Linked DNA regions of Mus musculus: regions 1, 2 and 4 are each linked to region 3. A link is a contact called in public promoter capture Hi-C and targeted proximity ligation data. All regions are on one chromosome and are shown on one strand. The core of a region is the stretch at or near the end of the contact, and the rest is flanking DNA. Distances in the headings are between cores, read along the strand shown. Region 1 holds the start of A930001C03Rik (RIKEN cDNA A930001C03 gene). Region 2 holds the start of Ptprcap (protein tyrosine phosphatase, receptor type, C polypeptide-associated protein). Region 3 holds the start of Npas4 (neuronal PAS domain protein 4). Region 4 holds the start of Znrd2 (zinc ribbon domain containing 2).

What was found. Promoter capture Hi-C pulls out the DNA fragments that hold promoters and counts their contacts.
Region 1: a contact with region 3 is called in a promoter capture Hi-C map of the SN4741 cell line, with 4 times the contacts expected there. A contact is called at or near these places in 4 of 39 promoter capture datasets (3T3-L1-derived adipocytes, the SN4741 cell line, embryonic stem cells and 1 more) and 3 of 130 datasets of targeted methods (embryonic hindbrain, embryonic stem cells and microglia).
Region 2: a contact with region 3 is called in a targeted proximity ligation map of bone marrow-derived macrophages, with 7 times the contacts expected there. A contact is called at or near these places in 1 of 130 datasets of targeted methods (bone marrow-derived macrophages) and 1 of 9 other capture datasets (adipose tissue).
Region 4: a contact with region 3 is called in a promoter capture Hi-C map of liver, with 2.7 times the contacts expected there. A contact is called at or near these places in 1 of 39 promoter capture datasets (liver) and 1 of 130 datasets of targeted methods (bone marrow-derived macrophages).

What each region holds. Positions count from the first base shown.
Region 1 is chr19:4,437,890-4,440,589 of GRCm38.p6, reverse strand. It overlaps A930001C03Rik (RIKEN cDNA A930001C03 gene), which reads right to left and starts at 1,267. Exons shown (of 3, transcript NR_045990.1): 1 at 1,201-1,267. Rhod (ras homolog family member D) reads left to right here and starts at 1,147. Exons shown (of 5, transcript NM_007485.5): 1 at 1,147-1,370. The coding sequence starts at 1,239.
Region 2 is chr19:4,153,207-4,155,906 of GRCm38.p6, reverse strand. It overlaps Ptprcap (protein tyrosine phosphatase, receptor type, C polypeptide-associated protein), which reads right to left and starts at 1,261. Exons shown (of 2, transcript NM_016933.3): 1 at 1,204-1,261. The coding sequence starts at 1,206. Coro1b (coronin, actin binding protein 1B) reads right to left here. Exons shown (of 11, transcript NM_011778.3): 10 at 2,417-2,680; 11 at 1,872-2,310. The coding sequence ends at 2,185.
Region 3 is chr19:4,988,633-4,991,332 of GRCm38.p6, reverse strand. Npas4 (neuronal PAS domain protein 4) reads left to right here and starts at 1,362. Exons shown (of 8, transcript NM_153553.5): 1 at 1,362-1,691; 2 at 2,446-2,597. The coding sequence starts at 1,517.
Region 4 is chr19:5,730,323-5,733,022 of GRCm38.p6, reverse strand. Znrd2 (zinc ribbon domain containing 2) reads left to right here and starts at 1,291. Exons shown (of 4, transcript NM_020491.5): 1 at 1,291-1,347; 2 at 1,428-1,579; 3 at 1,698-1,782; 4 at 2,311-2,700. The coding sequence starts at 1,329. The coding sequence ends at 2,654.

The DNA of each region.
Region 1 (2,700 bases), core at 18-2,517, 550 kb after region 3:
AAGGTTGCGGAGATTTAGAGAAAAGTAAGATTTATTCCTGAAATCCAAAGTGCTCCACCCTCCAGATACTAGCTCCTCAGCCAAGTCCCGCCCTCTGTCCTGTCGCTAAGAAGTGGGGGCGTGGCTACCTTGCTCCAGTCTCTTCGAAGAGCCCCTTTTTCCTTTCTCCTGTCCTGACACCTCCTATTCTAGGCTTCTCAGAGTCGAGGTTTTGATCGGAACAGTGCAGGGTCCCCAGACTCTAAGAAACTAAGGATCATCTGCATTGATTAAACATTATACCAAAGAGCTGGAGAGATGGCCCAGAGGTTAAGAACATTGGCTGCTCTTCCAGAGGATCCCGGTTCACCCACATAGTGGCTCATAATGTCTGTAACTCTAGTTCCAGGGTTTCCGAGTGCAGAGGACACCAGGATGCATGTCTATGTCTATACATGCAGATAAAACGCCCACACGCGTAAAAAATAAAACTAAAAGGCCATCATACTATATACCATAATATGAACCATTCATGACATCTGCCATGTGCCAGAGCTAGCTCTGAGCTCTACAGATGGACGGTTCCATAGTTTTCCTTAGCTCACTGGCTGCCTGGGTGAGATGCGTGGTAATTCCACCTTCATTGAAACTTCCTGGAGCTGGCTGAAGAGGTCCTGCAGTGACCCACAAGGGCATGCCCGGGCCACTCCTTTCTCATCTGGCCTACAACATTTGGAGGAGGTCCGCAAATAGCAGAAACTCATATTCATTCATTCATTCATTCATTCATTCACCCACCCATTCATTCATAAAAATAACCTCCCACCCATGGCAGATAGTCCAGGTGCTTCCTCCTTCCCTGTCCCCAGCCTCTCTCCAAGTACTTGTCTACTCTCCCACGAGCCCTGGGTGCCCTCTGGAGGCGTAGGTCTCCGCTCACCCCTGCGGCCTCAGCGACTGCACGCAGTAGGTGCTGCAAAAGTCTTTCTTGAGTGTCTAGACAGGACGCCAGGAGACCGGACCCCAGGAGCGTCCACCCTTGGGCGGGCGCCGCACCCCCATCTTGTCCCGGGCTTCTCACCTGAGCTGGGTGTCCCCCGCCCCCCGGGCCGCCTCCTGTCCCGGCCGCCCCGCTCCCACTTCCTCCCGCCGCCCCGCCCCTTCCACATTCCTGTCCCGCCGGGCCAGCCCCGCGCCCGCCGCAGCCAGCCCGCCGCGTACCGCCTGCTGCTCCGCGCACCGCCGTCCGCCAGCCAGGGATGAACGCGTCCCAGGTTGCGGGAGAAGAGGCGCCGCAGAGCGGGCACTCGGTCAAGGTGGTCCTGGTGGGCGACGGGGGCTGCGGGAAGACGTCACTGATGATGGTCTTCGCCAAAGGGGCCTTCCCAGAGGTGAGTGCCCTCATCCTTGGCCCTGCGCTGGGGACACCCCCCATGTGCGGGTCTGCTGAGAGCTGCCTCGAAAGAACCCAGCTCTAGCCTCCTAGGGGGAAATCTCAGCAGGGCCTGGGGTCGAAGGCAGAGTTTTTCAGTTTTAGCCAGTAGAAGCAAAGTGGGACTAATAGCACTTAGGGGGAGGGGTGTCACAGGGACTGAATTGGGCCACCTAGGGAAATAGCAAATCCTACGAGAGCAGTTGTTGTCACTACTTGGCGACGAGAGTGTGAGGACTTTGGAGCTCGACTGGCAGCAGTAAAATCAAGCCTTTGCCTCTTACAGCTGTGTGCCTTTGGGCAAGTCCCTTAACCTCTCTGAAGGTTAACTACATGATAGGACTGAAAGCCCCTACCCGAGCGTAGTATAGAAAAGAGTGCTGAAAGTTAGTTGCTGAAAGTTAGTAAGTGATGTTCGTCGGGCGACATCACCTCTTCTCCATCCACTATGGTGCAAATCCCCATGCTTTACCCTAGAGAGGAAAACTGGAACACCGACCCTTCTCTGAAGAGTCTGATTATGCCATACTTCGACTCTAACCAAGCCTCAGTTTCTCAGAGCAACCTGATAGGGGGAAGAAAGCTGGGACAGTGAGGCTGAAGGCTGATGGCCGGCTCGGTGCGGTACCTGGTTGCATCCTGGCTCTCTGGGCTTGTCACTGTGAGTCCTCAAGGACCCCATGACCAGAACAGTGGCTGAGCCCTCCTTCTGTGCCTCCACGAGGAGTGGGGGTCCTGTGTGTTTGTGGGTTTGCCTTCAGCAGCAAGCCTTCTTTTCCTGTCCCCACGTCCTTCTGGCCTCTGGGATTGTGCAGAAGTGGGTAATTTGATGGAAGGAGCCAGAGAAGCTGACCTGGCAAATAGGGCACAGTCTTGCTTGCTACTCTGAATACCAGTGGTTTTTATGGTTGTTGGGTTTTTTTTTGGGGGGGGGGGTTGTATTTTTGTCGTTTTACTTTAGTGGTTCCTGTTTTGTTTTTGAGACAGGATATTACTGTGGAGGCCTTGTACGCTCAGTCCTCCTGTCTCTCGGCCCAAGGATTGCTCAGATCACGTGTATGCACCACCATACCCATCTCACAGCCTTTGGTTTTGTGGTTTGCAAAGCTGACGTCACCTTCTTTGACCAGTTACAGTTTTTTTGTTTTTAAGTATAGGAGATATTTTCCAGGTCTTTAGGTACTGCCCATGGGAACCCAACCAACGTGGGAACCAGGAGATCAGAGGAGGCACCTAAAGGTGGAGGGGGTGGGGAAGGCTCTGCAACACTGGCCTGGGGCAGGCATCCT
Region 2 (2,700 bases), core at 12-2,511, 840 kb after region 3:
GGAGGAGTTGTCACCTGATGAGACCAACTGAATTCTAACAAAGACCTCAGCTGCCTCAAGCAAAATAGAGACAGTCAAGCAGAAAATCACCAGCCCATATTTGGTTAGGCCTTTGCTATTGTGCTCACCTTCAACCCAACCCTGTAACTCACTTCTCACTGCCTGAGGCCTGTGCCTGTCAGAGGCCTGTGCGTTGGCCTTCCCTTTGCTCAGACACTACTTCACAGCCTCATGGTGACATGCTTGCCAAGCCTGGCTAGGCCTGGCTGATGATGAGGTCCTGCCCGGCTGTTTTTTTTTTTTTTTAAACTTACTCACTTTACATTCTGGTCACTGTCCCCTCCGGGTCACCCCCTCCCACACCTGCAAGACTTCTACAGCTAACTTGTCAGACCTCAGCCCACCCATTCACCGACCTCAGGTCCCTTGATTACTCTTTTCCCACCAAATCCTACACTAGAGAATAATCTTGATCCAGTTGTGTTACATTTCCCACCAGAATAAGCGCCTGGATTTGGGGTGGGGAGCACTTAAAACCATGGACATAGATGCTCAGTGGATATTAGCTGGCTGTGTGGCCTGGCCTGCCTTGCAGTAGAGGGAGTTGAAGGGGTCTGAGAGGCTAGTGGCAGGTTGCTCTCTGGAGGCCATGATGGAGATATCTAGACCAGCTCAGAGGTTGACTGGTCCTAGAATGAGGGGTCTTTGAAGCCCCTCCTCGACCATGGGGCTGCCCCAGCTGCAGGGTTTCCGTTGTTCAGCTCCCCACTCTACCCCAAAGGGCCTCAGGCGTGCAGGGCCACCGGTCTGGGGGCAGCATGTGTAGCTATCAGAGGAAGCCTGCGGTTGGAACAAAGCAGGTGGTGGGGGTGGTAGCAGGGGGTGGGGGGAAGGGTGCTGGGCACAAGGCTCCCCCGTAGCATACCAAGCTCTGGAGAAAGAGTTACACCTAAACTCGGCTCGTGAGGGGACCAGGTGGAGGACTGTCCCAAGGGTCTTGGAATAGGGCTGTGCCCAGGGTGAGGAACTAGAGGACCTACCTTTAATCCCAGAGAGCCCAGATCTGAGGTGAGGGCTAAATTCCAACCCATTCTAGTCCTGGGTCTCAGGCTACGGAAGGAGACCCTTCCTTAACTCCTGGAACCTTGATATTCCATCCCCAGCCCACGGTGCCCCAAGAGCCCAGAGGGTCCCACAGCTCACCATTGATCCGATGGCTTTTGCACGGGCACCCACCTCTGACTGTTTAGTGAGAAGTGAGCCCCACAGCTCTCAGTAGAGTAGCTAGTAGGAGTTACACTTCCGTTTCCTGCCCAAAATGCCCCACCCACTCTTGTCTATTACAGGACCCTCACTGGGTCTCAGCCTCAGGATTACCCAGACAGGTATTAGATCTTCTCTCTCTAGGTGAGGCTGGGGCCACAGGATCTGTGACCAGAACTCCAAAGGGAGGAAGTGTGCATCTATCTAACTCAAAGCAGGACAGCCACCTATACATTATGTAGCTTTGGCAGGTCTGGAACTCTGAGCTCCTAGCTCTGCCTCTGGGGTACTGGGACTAAGTGGGTATCTGGTTAGCCTTAAAACAAAAAACCAAAACAACAAAACTGTACACATGCCTGCATACGTGGGGACAAATGGAAGTCAGATGCCTCTTTCCACTGTGGGCTCCAGGAGTTGAATTCAGGTCTTCAGGCTTGCTTAGCAAGAGAATTTACCCACTAGCCCATCCCCCACACCTTTCCCTGGCCTTTTCACCTCAGTTTCTCTGTATGGTGGAATTCTGGTATGCAGGGGCTACTTTCCATATAAGGTTTGCAGTTTCCCTTTCTAGCATCCACTCCTAATCCTCCACAACAGTAGGTCAAACCTGGCTTTAGAAAGAGCATTTTATTTGGAATGAAAATATAGACCCCATCTCTGCTGCTTTTTCTGGTGAGGGGGCAGTGGGTTGGGCAGGTCGAGGAGATGGTCCCTTAAAGTACTTGGGAATTTGCCTTGGTACAAAAATCTTCCAAAAGTCAGGTGGTGCTTCCAACCTGGGCCCCAGGCTGTGGAGAGGTGCAAACTGGCTGTGACCTGCCACAGAGGCACTGAGCAGCCAACTGCCTGGTGTGACCTGGCCACAGAAGCTAGGTGGGAAGGGTTGGAGGAGGCAGTGTCGGGAGCAGGTCCCTGGTGGTCCTATGTATCCCCATTCTCCATGCGGCCCAGCTGCTCCTCCAGGCGGCTGATACGTTCTCCCTGCTCCTTGACCAGCATCCGGAGTGCCCGGAGCTCCTGCATCACCTCTTCCAGCTTCCCAGCTTCCTACAAAGACAAATGGAAGTCAGAGGCTATCAGCCATAACCCACCCCCAGGGAAGAGGCCTGGTGCCTAGCCAATGGGACAGCACTCCCAAATGTAGGTCACATACACCAGCCCCAGCAAGGTTGCCACTGGGGACATCAGTAACTGCAGTAGCTGTGGAGGCTCCGGAGCGGCTGTAACTGGCAGGCCTGCTGTCTGATAGCACGTTGCGCCGGCTGACCTTCAGGTCCCGTTGTTTACTGGGCACATAGGCTTCCCGTAGTGAGATGAGGATTGGATTAGCATCCTGACCGCTCACCCAATCCTCTGCTTCAAGAGCAGCCTCAGGCCCGGCTGTGTCAGGGTACAGATCATCCTGGAAGAGGTCAGACTGCGCACCGCGTAGGGGAG
Region 3 (2,700 bases), core at 113-2,612:
CTGACATGACAGGTAGTTAAACCAAAGGTGCAAATTAGAGGGGTGGGGGTGGGGGGCGCCCACAAAGCCGAGATAGACTGTCCAACGCTCAATGAACGAAGGAAAAAAAAAAAAAGAAAGGTGTATGTTGTGCGCTCACTCAGTGACAAGTGCACAGGCAGAACGAGGAGCCCTGGAGCTAAAGATGGAGCAAGAATTGAAGGGAGATGGGGAGGGGACTCTGGCAGAATTAAAGGGTCTTGGGTAGGTGCAGCAGCCACTGAGGGCACAGCAGACCCTGGCTACTTGGCAGCCTCCCCCTCTTCCCGGCTGAAGCAGTGGGGAGAGCTTTCTAGAGCTGTGCGGAGGCCGGTAGGCCCCGCCCGCCGCTGCCGCCGCCGCAGCCGCCGGAGGATTCCTGTCCTAATATGGAGCTGGGATTCCCCCGGCCCCGCCCCCGCCCCCCAGCCCGCCGGAGAGACTGGGGCTCGCAAGAGGGCGGGGGAACAGCTCGTCTTGGGGGCTGACAAGCGGGAGGGGATCGTGGGAGAGGTTCAAACACACATCCAGATCCTCACCAGGCCCTGGGTCTTTGCCTCAGTTTCCCCGACAGGTGGCTAAGATGAACTAATAGAGGAAAAAGGAATCCCTGCAGATCACAGTGGAGATGTTTGTGTTCCTATGGTGCTAAGGAAATATGATCAAGACCGAATTCAAGTGGTCTCTTCTCCACAGGACCACCATTCCACCCTATCCTGGAGATTTAGACCCTCAGGTCAGGGCATGGAGGCGAAGAAGGAATTATTTATTTGAAACTGGCTAAGGGACTTTCAGATTGAATAGACCCCAGAAAAGACCCCCAGTTGTGACCTAGCCCCTCCCCAAAAGCCAAGGAAAGTCCCTCATGTAATTTCGACCCCTGCCTGGCAGATGGCGGCAAATTGGCAGAGGACCAAGCCCCTTCTCATCCTTTGCCTCCTTAGAAAAATCTATGTTGATAGCAGCCTCGCTTTGCCTTCTACAAACTCTCTTGTTAAGGGCTTCAGACCACCCTAATCCATGTACTGTTCCTCCTCCTAATAGAATGTAATGGAAAACCTGGGTCCCTGCACCCCATTCCTGGCTCTGCACAGCTCTTGCCAGCCGGCCCCCTCTGCACCCTCCCTTCTCCCCCTTCCCCCGCCCCCTCCCTCTCCCGTTCGACGTCACGGGATGACGTCGGAAGTCTGGGAGGGAGGAGGAGCACCCCCCCTCCCCAGCCAGTGGCTCCCTCTGCAGCTTGCTTTAGCCCAGCCTCCCGCCTCCCGCTGCCCCCCCCGTCTCTAAAAACGAGCCCCCCACGCCTGTCAGGAGCTATATAAGGCGGATCGAGGCAGGCGAGGGGGGCAGCGCTGCCGAGCGGAGCCCAGGAGTGGAGCGAGAGCGAGCAAGAGCCTGAGCGAAAAGACCGGGAAGCAAGGAAGAGGAAGCCTCCGGTGCATCGGGAAAGGATCGCAGGTGCTCGGGAGCCGGAGCTGGAGCTCCACAGCCGGCAGTCATGTACCGATCCACCAAGGGCGCCTCCAAGGCGCGCCGCGACCAGATCAACGCCGAGATTCGGAACCTCAAGGAGCTGCTGCCGTTGGCTGAAGCGGACAAGGTCCGGCTGTCCTACCTGCACATCATGAGTCTTGCCTGCATCTACACTCGCAAGGGTGTCTTCTTTGCTGGAGGTGAGCAGCTTGGGCTACCGGAGACCAGAGCTGACGGGGACCAGGGATGGAGGAGCTGAGGGAATGTGCTAAAACTGCCGCTTGTCTAGCACAGCGTGCTGGAAGCCTGTGGAGAGAAGGGACTTGAGGGGACCCTGGACTTCCTACTTTTTCTTCTGAGCTCCATCTAGACTAGCCTAAACGATAGTCCTAGCACTGGATTTGTGTGAGATAGAGCGCTAAAACAGAATGGTCCAGGCTCCCATTGCCTCAGAGGCACTCCAGGAATCCGGGGAGGGTACGGAAGGAAGCCTGGCAAGCTACAGGGAAAGCCTGCAAAGGCAAAGTATGAGGAAGAGTAGCTTGTGCTAGAAAATGCTGAGAGGGTCTTTCTATGCGCTCTGGAGCTGTTCGACGTCCTGAAGCCATCACCCTTTCTGGCGCTGCCCGCGGTGCTGAAATGGCCATAGCCCCTTTTCGCAGGAGCTGTCCGCGGTGCTGAATCCCAGTCCTTTCGGGAGAGCTCTGTCCACAGTGCTGACAGCAGAGGGCTGCTGAGGTTCCGGCCAGGCTTGGAAGTCCAGGGGCTCCCTGGCTAGATAGTTTTAGCAACAGGTCTCCTGGCCAAGATCCACAAGCATAGGGTCAACAGGTGTTGGCAGAAATAGGTCTATGGGAATTTCCTGTGTCTTCTCCAAGACTCAAAAGATGTTCTCTTTATTTCTGTGTTGTCCCTGATTCTTATCCTGACTCACCACATCTTCTCACCCTACAGGCACTCCTTTGGCTGGCCCCACCGGGCTTCTCTCTGCTCAAGAGCTTGAAGACATTGTGGCAGCACTACCTGGATTTCTCCTTGTATTCACAGCTGAGGGGAAGTTGCTATACCTGTCGGAGAGTGTGAGCGAGCATCTGGGCCACTCTATGGTGAGTACTAAAAGTCCTTGCATCTCAAGTTGGGGTATATGTGAGATAAAATGAGCCTCTCACTACTGAAAACAGAGTTATTAGAGGCGAGTGTGGGGGAGTC
Region 4 (2,700 bases), core at 42-2,541, 740 kb before region 3:
CCTCTTATTTATTTTATGCATGTGAGTATATGGTAGCTATTTCCAGACACCCCAGAAAAGGGTGTCTTAGCCCTTTTACAGATGGTTGTGAGCCACCATGTGGTTGCTGGGAATTAAACTCAGGAGCTCTGGAAGAGCAGCCAGGGCTCTTAACCGATGAGCCATCTCTCCAGCCCTTGGTCTTTTAATTACTTGGTGCTCTTGCAAAGAACCCAGGATTATGAGGAGCACTGGTCCTTGATTTGTAACCCACTCGAGTATAAGCCATTTTCACCAGCAGGCCCTACAGTCCTCTGAGAGGAGAGAATGCCTCCGTAAGATCTGGTGGGCTCTCCTGTAGAGCACTTTCTAACCAGTGATCAGTGGGGGAGGGTCAAGCCCATTGTAGGTGGGGTCATCCTTGGGCTGCTGCTCTTGGGTTCTGTAACAAAGCAGGCTGAGCAAGCCATGAGGAGCAAGCCAGTAAGCAGCACTCCTCCATGGCCTCCAGCTTCCTGCCCTGCTTGAGTTCCTGCTTTTGATGAACATGTTATATGGAACCATGAGTGAAACAAACCTTTTCTTTTCTTTTCTTTTCTTTTTTTTTGGCTTTTCGAGACAGGGTTTCTCTGTGTAGCCCTGGCTGTCCTGGAACTCGCTCTGTAGACCAGGCTGGCCTCGAACTCAGAAATTCGCCTGCTTCTGCCTCCCAAGTGCTGGGATTAAAGGCATGAGCCACCATGCCCGGCGAAACAAACCTTTTCCTCCCCAAGTTATTTTTGGTCATGGTGTTAATCCCAGCTATACTAGTCCTAACTAAGACAGCAGGCTTACATCAGTTCTAGGCATTGGTAGAAGGTGGACAGAGGACACCCAACACGCAAACAGGGAGGAGTGTTGAAATAGGCAGAAAACGACCTCAGTGTAGCTAGCCTAGTTTGAAAGATTTAGAGAACTTTTTATTGCAGTGACTGTTGGGCAGATGTCATGGTCCTGCCCATCTCCTGCTTCCCCTGTGTGGAAAGACAACCCTGAGGGAATCGGGTATTTCACAGACCTAAGGGCCACTTTATCTGAGGCAAGTAGAAATGGAGACTCTGAAAAGCCACACCCGAGTACTGAAGCGTTACCAGGGAGACGGTGGTACCCAACCATAGCTCTGGCCACCAGCCGAGCCCGTAGGTCAGGGTCAAATGTGCAGCAGACACGCCCCCCCTTTGACTAAAGCGCCAGGAAGACCGTGTAAGCGTCACTTCCGCCCTCAGCTACCACATGTGGGAGGCGGGGCCGTAGTGGGGGCGCATCTTATTTGGATCACTTCCGGTGAGCCCAGCAGTGACCACGGCAACATGGCCTTGAACGGTGCAGGTATGCGCTTGGGATGTTTGGGCAGTGGCCGTGGGGTGCGGGAGGCAGCTCTCTCTATCTCCTGTGCCTGTTTTCTCTAGATGTCGACGATTTCACCTGGGAGCCTCCGACTGAAGCTGAGACGAAGGTGCTGCAGGCGCGACGGGAGCGGCAGGATCGCATCTCCCGTCTGATGGGGGACTACCTGCTCCGTGGTTACCGCATGCTGGGCGACACGTGCGCCGACTGCGGGGTGAGGCGAGTGATGAGGCCGAGGCCGCGGACCGGGCCGCACGACCTTTCCTCAGCTCCCTCTTCTGTGAACCCTGTCTCTCCGGCTCACCTATGTCCATGTACTTTCTGGTCCCCAGACGATCCTCCTGCAAGATAAACAGCGGAAAATCTACTGTGTGGCTTGTCAGGAGCTCGACTCAGACGTGGATAAAGATAACCCGGGTGAGGGTCCGAGTGTGCACTGTGGGGAGAAGAGAGTGGCGATAGCTACAGAGGAACTGTGAGCCTGGGAGGTGACAGTGGAAACTCCTGCGTGCTGTGGCATTAAGGTGCCTTCTCGTTTCCGCCCTAGAGAGGTGTTTCATTCAAGAAAGACCATCAGCCTTTTGTTTCTGACACCGTGGGGAGAGTCCTAGCAAAATAGTCATCCTACGTTGTAGAGTGCACGTGCAACCCTGGGTGCTTGTGCATGTTGGACAGGCATTTTACCACTGAAGGGCGGGCATCCCAGTTTACAGGAATAGACTTGATGCATAGATGAGGCCAGGCCATCTGTCAAGCAACTGGACCTCAAGTGTAAATCAGTGGGGCAGTGTTTGGCAAGCATGTGTAAGGAGAAAGAAGAGTAGAGATGAGATGGGATTGGCTTAGGCAGAAAACACCAGCAGCTCAGGGACATCAGTAAAGAGCACATGACTCGGGAGAGGCGGACGGGGCACCCTCACTCTTCCACCACTTTTCTTGTTCTAGCACTGAATGCACAGGCGGCGCTCTCTCAAGCTCGGGAACACCAGCTGGCCTCATCTACAGAGCCTGCCTCGAGCTCTCGGCCCCCATCCCAGCCACCAGTACCCCGTCCAGAGCACTGTGAAGGCGCAGCAGCCGGGCTCAAGGCAGCCCAGGCGCCTCCTCTTCCGGCTGCACCTCCAAATACGGACGCGGTGGCTTCCACACAGACGGCCCTCCTGCAGAAGCTAACCTGGGCGTCAGTCGAGCTGGGCTCTAGCACCTCCTTGGAGACTAGTATCCAGCTCTGTGGGCTTATCCGGGCTTGCGCCGAGGCCCTAGGCAGCCTGAAACAGCTGGATCACTGAGACCTCTATCCTGATCCCTGTTCCCCTGAGAAAAACCCTCCAGAAA